3 separate regions of the Triticum aestivum genome follow, and all the other regions are linked to region 2. The links are chromatin contacts, called in public Hi-C maps. All regions are on one chromosome and are shown on one strand. Each heading gives the region's core, a stretch centred on a gene start, on an enhancer-like site or on the middle of the called end of the contact. The rest is flanking DNA. Distances are from core to core; before and after follow the strand shown.

What was found. A called contact is a pair of places that touch in the nucleus more often than the background predicts.
Region 1: a contact with region 2 is called in a Hi-C map of leaf, with 4 times the contacts expected there. The contact joins two enhancer-like sites. A contact is called at or near these places in 2 of 5 Hi-C or Micro-C datasets (both in leaf).
Region 3: a Hi-C map of leaf shows a contact between it and region 2, with 2.9 times the contacts expected there. The contact joins the promoter of LOC123091213 here to the enhancer-like site in region 2. A contact is called at or near these places in 1 of 5 Hi-C or Micro-C datasets (leaf) and 1 of 1 datasets of contacts at active chromatin or transcription factors (leaf).

The regions. Positions count from the first base shown.
Region 1 is chr4B:91,396,495-91,399,333 of IWGSC CS RefSeq v2.1, forward strand. No RefSeq gene overlaps it. Among protein-coding and RNA genes, the nearest start is that of LOC123089991, 18 kb to the left of the region's middle. Within about 2 kb of position 1,482, at least 5 of the 8 cell types and tissues checked have an H3K27ac peak or open chromatin away from gene starts, as enhancers often do. A contact at or near this core is called in leaf, where this site is marked.
Region 2 is chr4B:91,196,503-91,199,744 of IWGSC CS RefSeq v2.1, forward strand. No RefSeq gene overlaps it. Among protein-coding and RNA genes, the nearest start is that of LOC123091212, 63 kb to the right of the region's middle. Within about 2 kb of position 1,884, at least 8 of the 8 cell types and tissues checked have an H3K27ac peak or open chromatin away from gene starts, as enhancers often do. A contact at or near this core is called in leaf, where this site is marked.
Region 3 is chr4B:91,377,485-91,380,636 of IWGSC CS RefSeq v2.1, forward strand. It overlaps LOC123091213 (F-box/kelch-repeat protein At2g44130), which reads right to left and starts at 1,584. Exons shown (of 1, transcript XM_044512644.1): 1 at 155-1,584. The coding sequence starts at 1,520. The coding sequence ends at 408. It overlaps LOC123089991, which reads left to right and starts at 2,786. Exons shown (of 3, transcript XM_044511498.1): 1 at 2,786-2,845; 2 at 2,948-3,097. The coding sequence starts at 2,786.

The DNA of each region.
Region 1 (2,839 bases), core at 232-2,731, 200 kb after region 2:
TGTAAGCAACCAAGTGGTCAGCTTGGTAAGCTATCAACAAAAAATTACAATCACATGCGTCTGTAAGCAAAGATTTGGAGAGTTGACTTGTCAAAGTCAATAGCCGGAGATAAACGAATACGTTTCGAGTGGCACCTAGCCTCGATGTACTACCCGTATGCATGTTGGAAGAAATCAACACACGAGATTTGTCCCGTCCAAGTACTACTACCTCCGTCCGGGTTTATTGGTCCTCATTGTATTCCGTGCCAAATTTTGACCATAGATTAAACTAACAAAATGTTTACGCATGTTATCAAACATTATATTTTTAAAAACTATGTTCAAATACGAATCCAATGAAATAATTTTTCTTGACATGCATTAACATTTCGTTAGTTAAATCTTTAATCAAAATTTGACGCCAAACTACAAAGGAAACCTATAAACCAGGACGGAGGTAGTACTTCTCGGCGGATTTGAAACGTCAAACGCAACTTGGACGTGGACGTGGCTGGAAGCATCTATCGAGACAACCAGAAAACTCTACTGCTGGCGGGTCTGCTCTAACCAATTCCAACTATTTGCGCGGTGGTGCGGCTGTGCCGGCCGTCATCATGGCTCGATCAAAACGCGTGCGGGCGGCGACGTGCGTTGCACCGGCCGGCCGGTTTATGCAGTTCACCAGCCACTAGGGGCCAGGCCACCGTGACGCCACGATGGACTGTTAGGCTTGCCTAAGCGCATCGGGATCACGAGAGCTTAGCTGCTCACCTTTCTTCTCATTATAAATAAACTAGACGCTTCCGGTAGGCGGTCGCCATGATCGGCAGTTAATCCTAATTCTGGGCCAGCTTCATATCACGCTAGACTAATTATTACCTCTGACAGTGTTATCCTTCTGAAGCAAGCTCTCCCTGCTTTTAGCTTGCGACATGGCCACGTGCTTCTAGAAGGCAAGGCAGTGGAGGAGTACTTCCACATCTTCCAATAGGAAAAGTACTCACTGGTGACTGGAGTGCTTCAGCAGAATAGACGTCTGAATCTTGAATCACATGTCATGTGGCGTGAGCCTGCTTGCACGATTTTTCCGCAGGAAAGACGAGCTTTCCTAGGCGATGCACATGCCCTGCCTTTGCTTGGGGAGTGATGGATTTAAATAATAATAGATAAATTGAAATTTAGGCTGCAAGCTAGCTGAGTACTGGTCGCTGTCAGTTATACTTGTGGAGAGGCAGCTATGGATCAATGGCGAAGGAACGACGGCAGCACAGCCCCGGGCCGCCGCCGCAGCCTGCAGGCATCGTAGACATGCAGAGTTTGCTTGCATTCCCCTCCAAGCAAAGCCTCGGCGTCCGTCACCGCCTCACCGGCTCTGAATCTGTAGCCGCCACGCAAGCAACGGACTGGAGGAAGCCGCCTCCGTCAGCCGGCCGGGGACGAGTACAACAGCAATGGCCGTGGCGCGAGGCTGCGGGAAGGGTCGGATAAGTTGACGGGACGTGGCGGGCAGAACGGCCCACATCCGCCACCCATGCGCGACGTACGCACAGTACGCGACGTCGCAGGGTGCGGAAAAGTCCGGCTTGGCATCCGCATCCCGGGATAAGAAAGCCACGTCGGCCGGCTGAGCCGCGGGCGGGGCGCCGTGGGAAGACGTTAACAGGTTGGATCACTAAAATACTCACATACAATTCCAAAAATAAATAAATCGCATGATGTCACCTCAAAAGGAAGAAGGTACTTACGTGTCACATTGGTGCTGATCCTAGCTCAAATCACTTCTCCATTTTTTTCCCGTTAGGTTCGTGACACAGATGATCGGGTCAGTTGTCAATCGTCCCCTGACAGCCGGCTGTGCAATCAGCAAATGTGTTGGACATGGAATTTCGAAATCTGGGTACATGCACATTCCTTATGAACAATAAAATAAAATAAAAATGTAATAACACGTTTTGCTGCAAAAAATTAGCATACATGATTGAGTGTTTTACTTATGTGCAAACTTCGCGTAGATACACCATATTCCCTTCATTTATAAATATAAGTGTTTTTGGAAATTCAAAATACCAGCTCCGTTCCTTATGTGCAAAGTCCCCGTGACTACATTCGTAACAAAAATGAGTGAATCTACACTCTAAATTACGTCTATATGCATCTGTACGTAGTTCGTACTAAATAAAATCTTTAAAAAACTTATATTTAGGAACGAAAGGAGCAGATGGTATTTTATGCAAAAAAGACAAAATTTGGAATAGGGTACCAAGTTTTTGAACATAAAAGATAAGAATTATTTGACTTTTGTGTCATTTTCTATTTTATTTTTTATGAAGGACTCGGGTGGAGTCGTGCCATATGTGTCCATTAATAGGGATCTTGCAAACCAAAAACCTTGATGTATGGCCCTCCTCCTTTTTGGCCCGATTTAATTAAGTGTGAACGCATGGTCTTCCTTTTTTTGTTGAAGAGAACGATGCATGGCCTTCCTCGGCCGCATATGCTATTTCTTGCCCGATGCAACTCGTAATATGTATCGCCTACGGACGGGCCCGCACAATATTGTACCTCACCTAAGTTTTATGCGTAATCTGTGTGTGTGTGTGTGTGTGTGTGTGTGTGTGTGTGTGTGAGAGAGAGAGAGAGAGAGAGAGAGAGAGAGACTTTTTCACAGTTTTGAGTTGGTTTTCTTCAGATTTATTTAGTTTTCTTTGGCTTTCTTCGTATTTCTTTTTCTTTGGTTTTCTTTAGCTTTTTATTTCATTCTTGGTTTTAAACAGTTTTCTTTGGCTTTCATTTCTTTTTCTATTATTATTTTCTCAACATTTGTCTACTTTTTAAAACTCATCATACATTTTTATAT
Region 2 (3,242 bases), core at 634-3,133:
GCTCCGGGACAGGTCCATGGTGGGTTCGATCATCGCGGATATCAAGATGGCATCTCGTGCCTTGTCTTCGGTCTCTTTTATGCATGTTCGTCGGCATTGTAATATTTTAGCTCATGTTTTAGCTAAGTCTAGTTTCAACTCTATGAGTCCTGGTGTTTTTCTTTCTGCACCGGATTGTATCCGGAAGACTCTATGTAATATGTTTCCTTGATTAATAAAGGCCGACGTTCTCTCAAAAACTTTCCACACCGCGGAAAGAAAGAAAGATCAACCTACTCCATCCACGAGAAAGAACCTTGATGCCAGGGTGAGGATGGAAACATTGCATGCATCACTATTGTTATCGGTTTATTTTTGAGGAATCAGATGTATGTTTTTTTTAAAAGGGAAATATATTAATATCGCGTAGATACCAATTACACCCAGCCTCTGCACCTACAAAATGTCGTAATGGCATCTAGGATGCACACAACCAAAGAAAAAAATAGAAGAGAAAGGAAAAAACAAAGATTCCGCCACAGCGATCGACTTATCTCAGTAGCCGCACACAAACCACCACCAAGTGCAACACTCGGAAAACATAAAGCAGTGCACAAGCACCATCGTTGTCCGATCCAAGATCTTAGGTTTCACCCTGAAGAAGTCCGAGCTCTCAAAATAATTCCTTCGGCAAGGCAATTGCCAGGCACAATCAATGAAGGCTAGACCTTAGGTTTTCACCTTGAAAGTCATGGCTCGGTACTCGAGGAGCACCACCAAAAATAAATTCCTCCAGTGTTGCCACCCCCACTTGACACTGCTGCTCCTGAGAGTTACCAAACACCTGGCTGACTCCATCGCCTCCAAGGCTCCGTCCGTCTAACTGACCCTTCGATCTCAACCACCATGACCTTCTCCACAGCTGTCTACGCCATAGAAATCGAAAAGCCGACATGTCCTATGATGTCAACAAACAATAGAGCTTCGCACCACGCCGTCATGGAACCTCATAAGCTGATATGGCGTGCACGACCGGATACTACCCAATCCAGATATGTTGGGTAGCATCTCCGACAACAGTTCCGGAACACGTCGGTGACCAAATCAAGGAGGACAAATCATGTAGGACGTCGTGATGATGCGAAAAGAGCACGAGGACATCCACCATTATTTTCACGGCTGCAGGCCCCCACGCCGCCCTGATCCAGCCCGCCGTCGCGTGCCTGCCAGCATCCATGGCCTAAAGCCTGCCGACCAGAACCCCATGCCGCATCAGCCGGCAAGGCGCACGGCCGACCGCAACTTTGGTCGAGTTCGACCAACCCACCCAGATCAGATCAGAGGGATCGACAACCCAAGCCATCGCTGCAAGCCGGGGCACAGCACCGAGAGGAGCACCTCACCACACCCGTCAGATGTATGTATATAGATACTTCTATGTTTTAGTGTGTTTATCACCCATTTCCGTCTATATGTAGTCTATTTTGAATTATCCAAAACATCTTATACTTGTGAACGAAGGGAGTATAAAAGACATTGGGGGGATATGAAATTTTTGGAGGTTAAAAGATCGCATGGGCGAGCGAGGAGGTGGAATCACGAGGATAAGAACGGAGGGAAGGGGCCAAACGAGAGAGGAGGCGTGCAGCTCATCTGCTCGAGTGCTCAGGTGAGGTGGCGGGAGACCGGTCTCCATCGTGTCCTTCGCTGTCGAGCTGGATGGGGGAAGCCCGCCGGTGAATGGCACCGTTAATTATCCACCGCCATCCATCGGTTCGAACGCACAGGACACACTCTTTTATCATGTGGGCCCAGTTTGGTGGGCGGAGTGGGGCCGGTCCAGCTCAAGTTGTACTAGTAGATCTGAAAGGTGTGGTGCTGCTGCATGCTCACTTGACGCTTCGCCGCACCAAGGGCATGATCATTGATCGGCGAGAGGCAGGCGCGCTTCTAGAAGACTTATCCTCCAAGGGACTGGACATTTCATGCTGTGGACTGAGTGATGTGACAGAGCCAAAGATCCCAGGAGCACCAGCGCTACCTGTAGGGTTTTGGGATGCATCATTGGCCATGGACACTAAACTCAGGAGAGCGCGTACCATAACCCGGGAGATGGATCCAAATGATGATTTCTTAGCGGCACGGGAGAAAAAACGCGTAACAGTGGCGCTATCAGCTGCAGCCACACGGCCACACGCGTGTGGCTGAGGTGCTCTATCCGGCCACGTAGCGATCGATCGAGTCTGTGGCATCCATAGATCCGCACGGTCACTGTAACTCAGTCCACGATGGATTATTGCACTTGCCTAACCAGATTACGAGAGGCTACTTGTCAATCAATCAAAGGGAGACAATAATCTCATTAGAATACGCGCTTGCGGATCGATCGTTAAGAGCGACTGTTAGCATATACACTAAGCCACCGACCGGTTAATTAAACCATCACCGTCATTCTGTCCAGGTTCATCGATCTAAGCCTATCGGTCAGATCGTAATAAATTACCGTTGTGCCGCTGGAAATGTTATCCACAAGCAAGCGGGCTTTCCGAGCTGCTGCGAGGGCAACGGGCTTCTAGAAGGAAGGTTAAATACTAGGGCTTGCGAGCTGGAATAGAGTGTCTTGTCTGTGTTGGTGCCTGATCTCATTATATTAGCCGTGGTATTATCACTCCCAGATCTTGTTGATTAGGTTACTTCCGCATAAAATAAGCGGTATGCCTCGTTGGTCGACGGAGAGACGTCCAGCGGAGCAAACATTGCCTAACGTACGGTGGGCGCGGTGCAGCGTTGGGCTGCAAACCGTCAAAGGATTCGTTCGCTCTATTATTGCTCTAATCATCTCGTATTAAGAACCCTACCATACTATAGCACCAGGAAAGCATCTTACGATCTGATCTGAGGCCGGGATGCATGATGCGCATGGCCGCGAAAGAGTGTGATTCGCTGGGCTGGTGATCAACCCGGCTCCCACAGAATTTGTTCGTCCCCACAGAACAGAAGCGGCGCCGAGTCGGTGGAACAAAACGTAGGTTGTCGGACAGGCACCGCTGCTTGCCTTGTCCACGCAGCATCAGCATGCTTTGTGTGCATGCCATGCAGCAGCGGCACATCACATGCGTGTGCCTCGTGCCCCTTGTTTCTTCTTGGTTGAGAAAAGGCAGTTGGATTCTCCTCCCACTCCCACGCCATACATAGGCGGGGCCGAAGCCAGCTATCACCAAGAACTAAAATAACTCAAGATACTGTCCCCTGTTCATTTTCTT
Region 3 (3,152 bases), core at 334-2,833, 180 kb after region 2:
GTGTTTGTCAAAGCCCATTTCAACTGCGCACATTTGGTTGTTACTCTCATGAGGAGATGTACTAGCATCCATAGAGTGTTCGCCTGTTTTTACATGTTGGGGACGTAGTATTTTTGACTGAAGAAGGCGGATAAATGTTGCTTGCCAAGAACAATCAGGTAATCCAACCTCTATAGATTCGGAAAACAAGGATTACTACACCCCTGATCCATCAGTCCAACCATACGAGCAGGAATTCAGTTCTGCAACAGAGGCAGATGAACACAGCTGAGCTAACTACACTACCTCTCTTCGCCTTCGATGCCGTCGACTACTCACATCTCTGTGCCTTCCCCCTTCCGCTCATCTCTCGCACACATGACATGACTAGCAAGAAGTCTCCTTGGGCAGGAGAGCGGTCCGAGACATCACACGCGCACGGATCCAATGGAGAAGACGAAGCCGGCGAACTGCGGCGGCGGCCGCACCACGGTCCAGTTCTTGGACTTGACGTCGAACACCCACAGCGCGTGCCCCGTGCCTCCTCCCTCGGACTCGATGGCGCCGGTCACCACCACGCGCTCGCCGCCTCCGACGGCGACCGCGCGCGCCGTGCCGGCCTTGAGCCCCGGCGGGGACGGCCCGACCTCGCGCCAGCTGCGCCGCTCCCCGCGGTACTCCATCACGGCCGTGCCCTCGATGCACCACACCCGGCCGCGCACCACCACGTGCGCCGCCGACGGAGGCGCGCGCACGCGCTCCAGGCGGCGCCACTCGCGGGACGCTGGGTCGAACCACTCGGCGTCGCGTTCGAACCCGCCCTGGCGGCCTGTGCGGTACCCGCTCACGGCCAGGAACCGGTCGCCAGCGACGGTGGCCATGCCGTCGCACTCGTCGCGCTCCTCCGACATGTCCGGCAGCGGGTCCCAGGCGTCGGCGCCCGCGTCGTACGCCTCCGCCGTCTTCAGCGCGTTCTTGAGCTTGTCGTGGCCTCCCGCGACGTAGATCTTGCCGCCCGCCTCGGCGCAGGCGAAGAAGGACCGCGCCGACCGCATCGGTGCGCCGCGGCGCCACACGCCGGTGGACGCGTCGAGCACGTGCACGTCCGCCACGGGCTCGAAGGTCTTGGGGTCCCACCCGCCCAGCACGGCGAGGCGGCTCCCCACGGCCGCGCACTGCGCGAACATCGGCACGGGCGGCGCGGCGCCCTCGCGGCGCCACTCCCCGGTGGTGACGTTGTACACCGACACCCCGTACGCCTGGGCGTTCTCCGGCGCGACCCCGTCCGCGTCCGCGGCCGCCGGGTTCCCGAACTGCAGCAGGTAGACGAGATCCTCGTTGGCGCCGGCCTCGGCGCGCGCCAGCGCGAAGTCCGGCGCGGTGGCGGCGCTGTTCCAGCCGCGGCACACGCCCCGCATCGAGCGGAAGGAGGCGTGCGGGACGCGCGCCAGGCAGTCGACGGCGACGTCGTCCGGCATGCCCGGGATGAGGTCGATGTGCTCGACCTTGCACTCCTGAACACGGCTCTTCTGGTTCCTCATCTTCGTTATCTCTGGGATTGGGATTTGGGATTGGGGTTGGGAATGGAGATGGATGGCTCTCTGGCTCGGTCGATGGGTGGCATAAATAGAGCGCTGAGGGGGCACGTGGCGCGGCGTGACTGGAGCAGAGGACACATCGAAAGCTGTATTTTGAAGAGAAGAAAAATCAGTGCACTGGCGCCAGTCGAAATGCAGTTCACCGCGCACCGACGACAGCACCGACTGCGACCGATCTCTGTCGTGGCTCGTTCGCTTGTTTGATTCTCCCTACGATCGAACCTTTTGTTTTAAATACACATTTCGTTCGTAACGCAATTTTCATACAAAATTCGAAGCATCTTTATAAGTATTTCGCAAAGCAACAGCCGAGCAAAACCCTGGACCACGCGCCAGCGTCCTCCATTTTCCATCTACGCCGTTGTAGCAGATGCGAGAGGGAGTGTAGTTTTGATTTCATTTAATTTTGTGCTATTAGAGTAATTCTGGCAAGTTTCCATAAGTACCGAATTCCCATAATTACTGTCCGGTTGGCATTTGAGATTCGAAAAACAGGTCCAGCAAATTATGTGATTCATGCAAACACGCCCATTACGGGTACAAATCGGCCCACTGTTGCTCGGCGGTGCCACTCATCACCCATCTCTTCCTTTCGCCAGCATCACTCCTTCCTCATCTTCCCCGTCGCTACCACACTCACCCCACATCGGCCATGTCACAGCGGCCAAGCCTTTCGCGCGAAGTTTTTCAATGAGACAAAAGAAGACCGCGTCGAGAGAAAGTTTTAGGAGAGGATGTGAAAATGGTTTGAGTGGGTCGAGAAGGACGCGCCCCACAAGGCTGCATCAGCCATTGGGCACAACTCCCAACCACCTATTACTAGGTAATAGCACCCCAGGTACCCTAACTTGCACTCAATGTGATGATCTAGTCCCAAACTTGCAAAACTAGACCAACTCATACCCCAACTTGCAACCAATGTGATGTTTTAGTCCCAGGCCAATCACAGCTCGCCAATTGGCTGCCAAGTGGCCGGGCCGGTCAGCGCCCGTAGTTTTGCACAAACCCCCCTGCCGTTTCACTCATTCAACCCGCAGTTACCCCCACCTGAATTAAATCTGTCGAAGGAATCGAGTTCATGTCCGCTCTGCTGGTCCACTCGTTCCCCATCTGCCCCCTTGCCCCCGCGGCTCCAGCATCAGCTTATCCACGCCGACAGCAAGCTCGCCGCCGCCGTCCAGCTCATCGCCGCCGTCCAGGTCGCCTCCATGGTATCTTGGAGTGACGGATCGAGCTCGTCCTCCGACGGCTACTCTGTGACAAGTGAGGTTAGTTCTTGGCTATGTCTCTGGCAGATAGGGATTGAGCAAAAATGTATGTTCTTGAGTAGCAAAAATGTATGTTTGGTGACAAGAATATGTTGTATGTAGGCTCCTGCTCCTGCCACCATTTTCTGCTCTGAGTGGACAGGCCTTGCTCCAGATATTGCAGCTAGATGTGAACACCAGTGTGTGTGTGAGAAGTTTGTGTGCTTTGAATCAGTTGACAGTGGAAGGAGGTATCTTGCTTGTGCCCAAAAGGTAAGTAGATCTACCAAACTTGCAATGTGTCATGTAAATGTGGAGGAGTTCATTT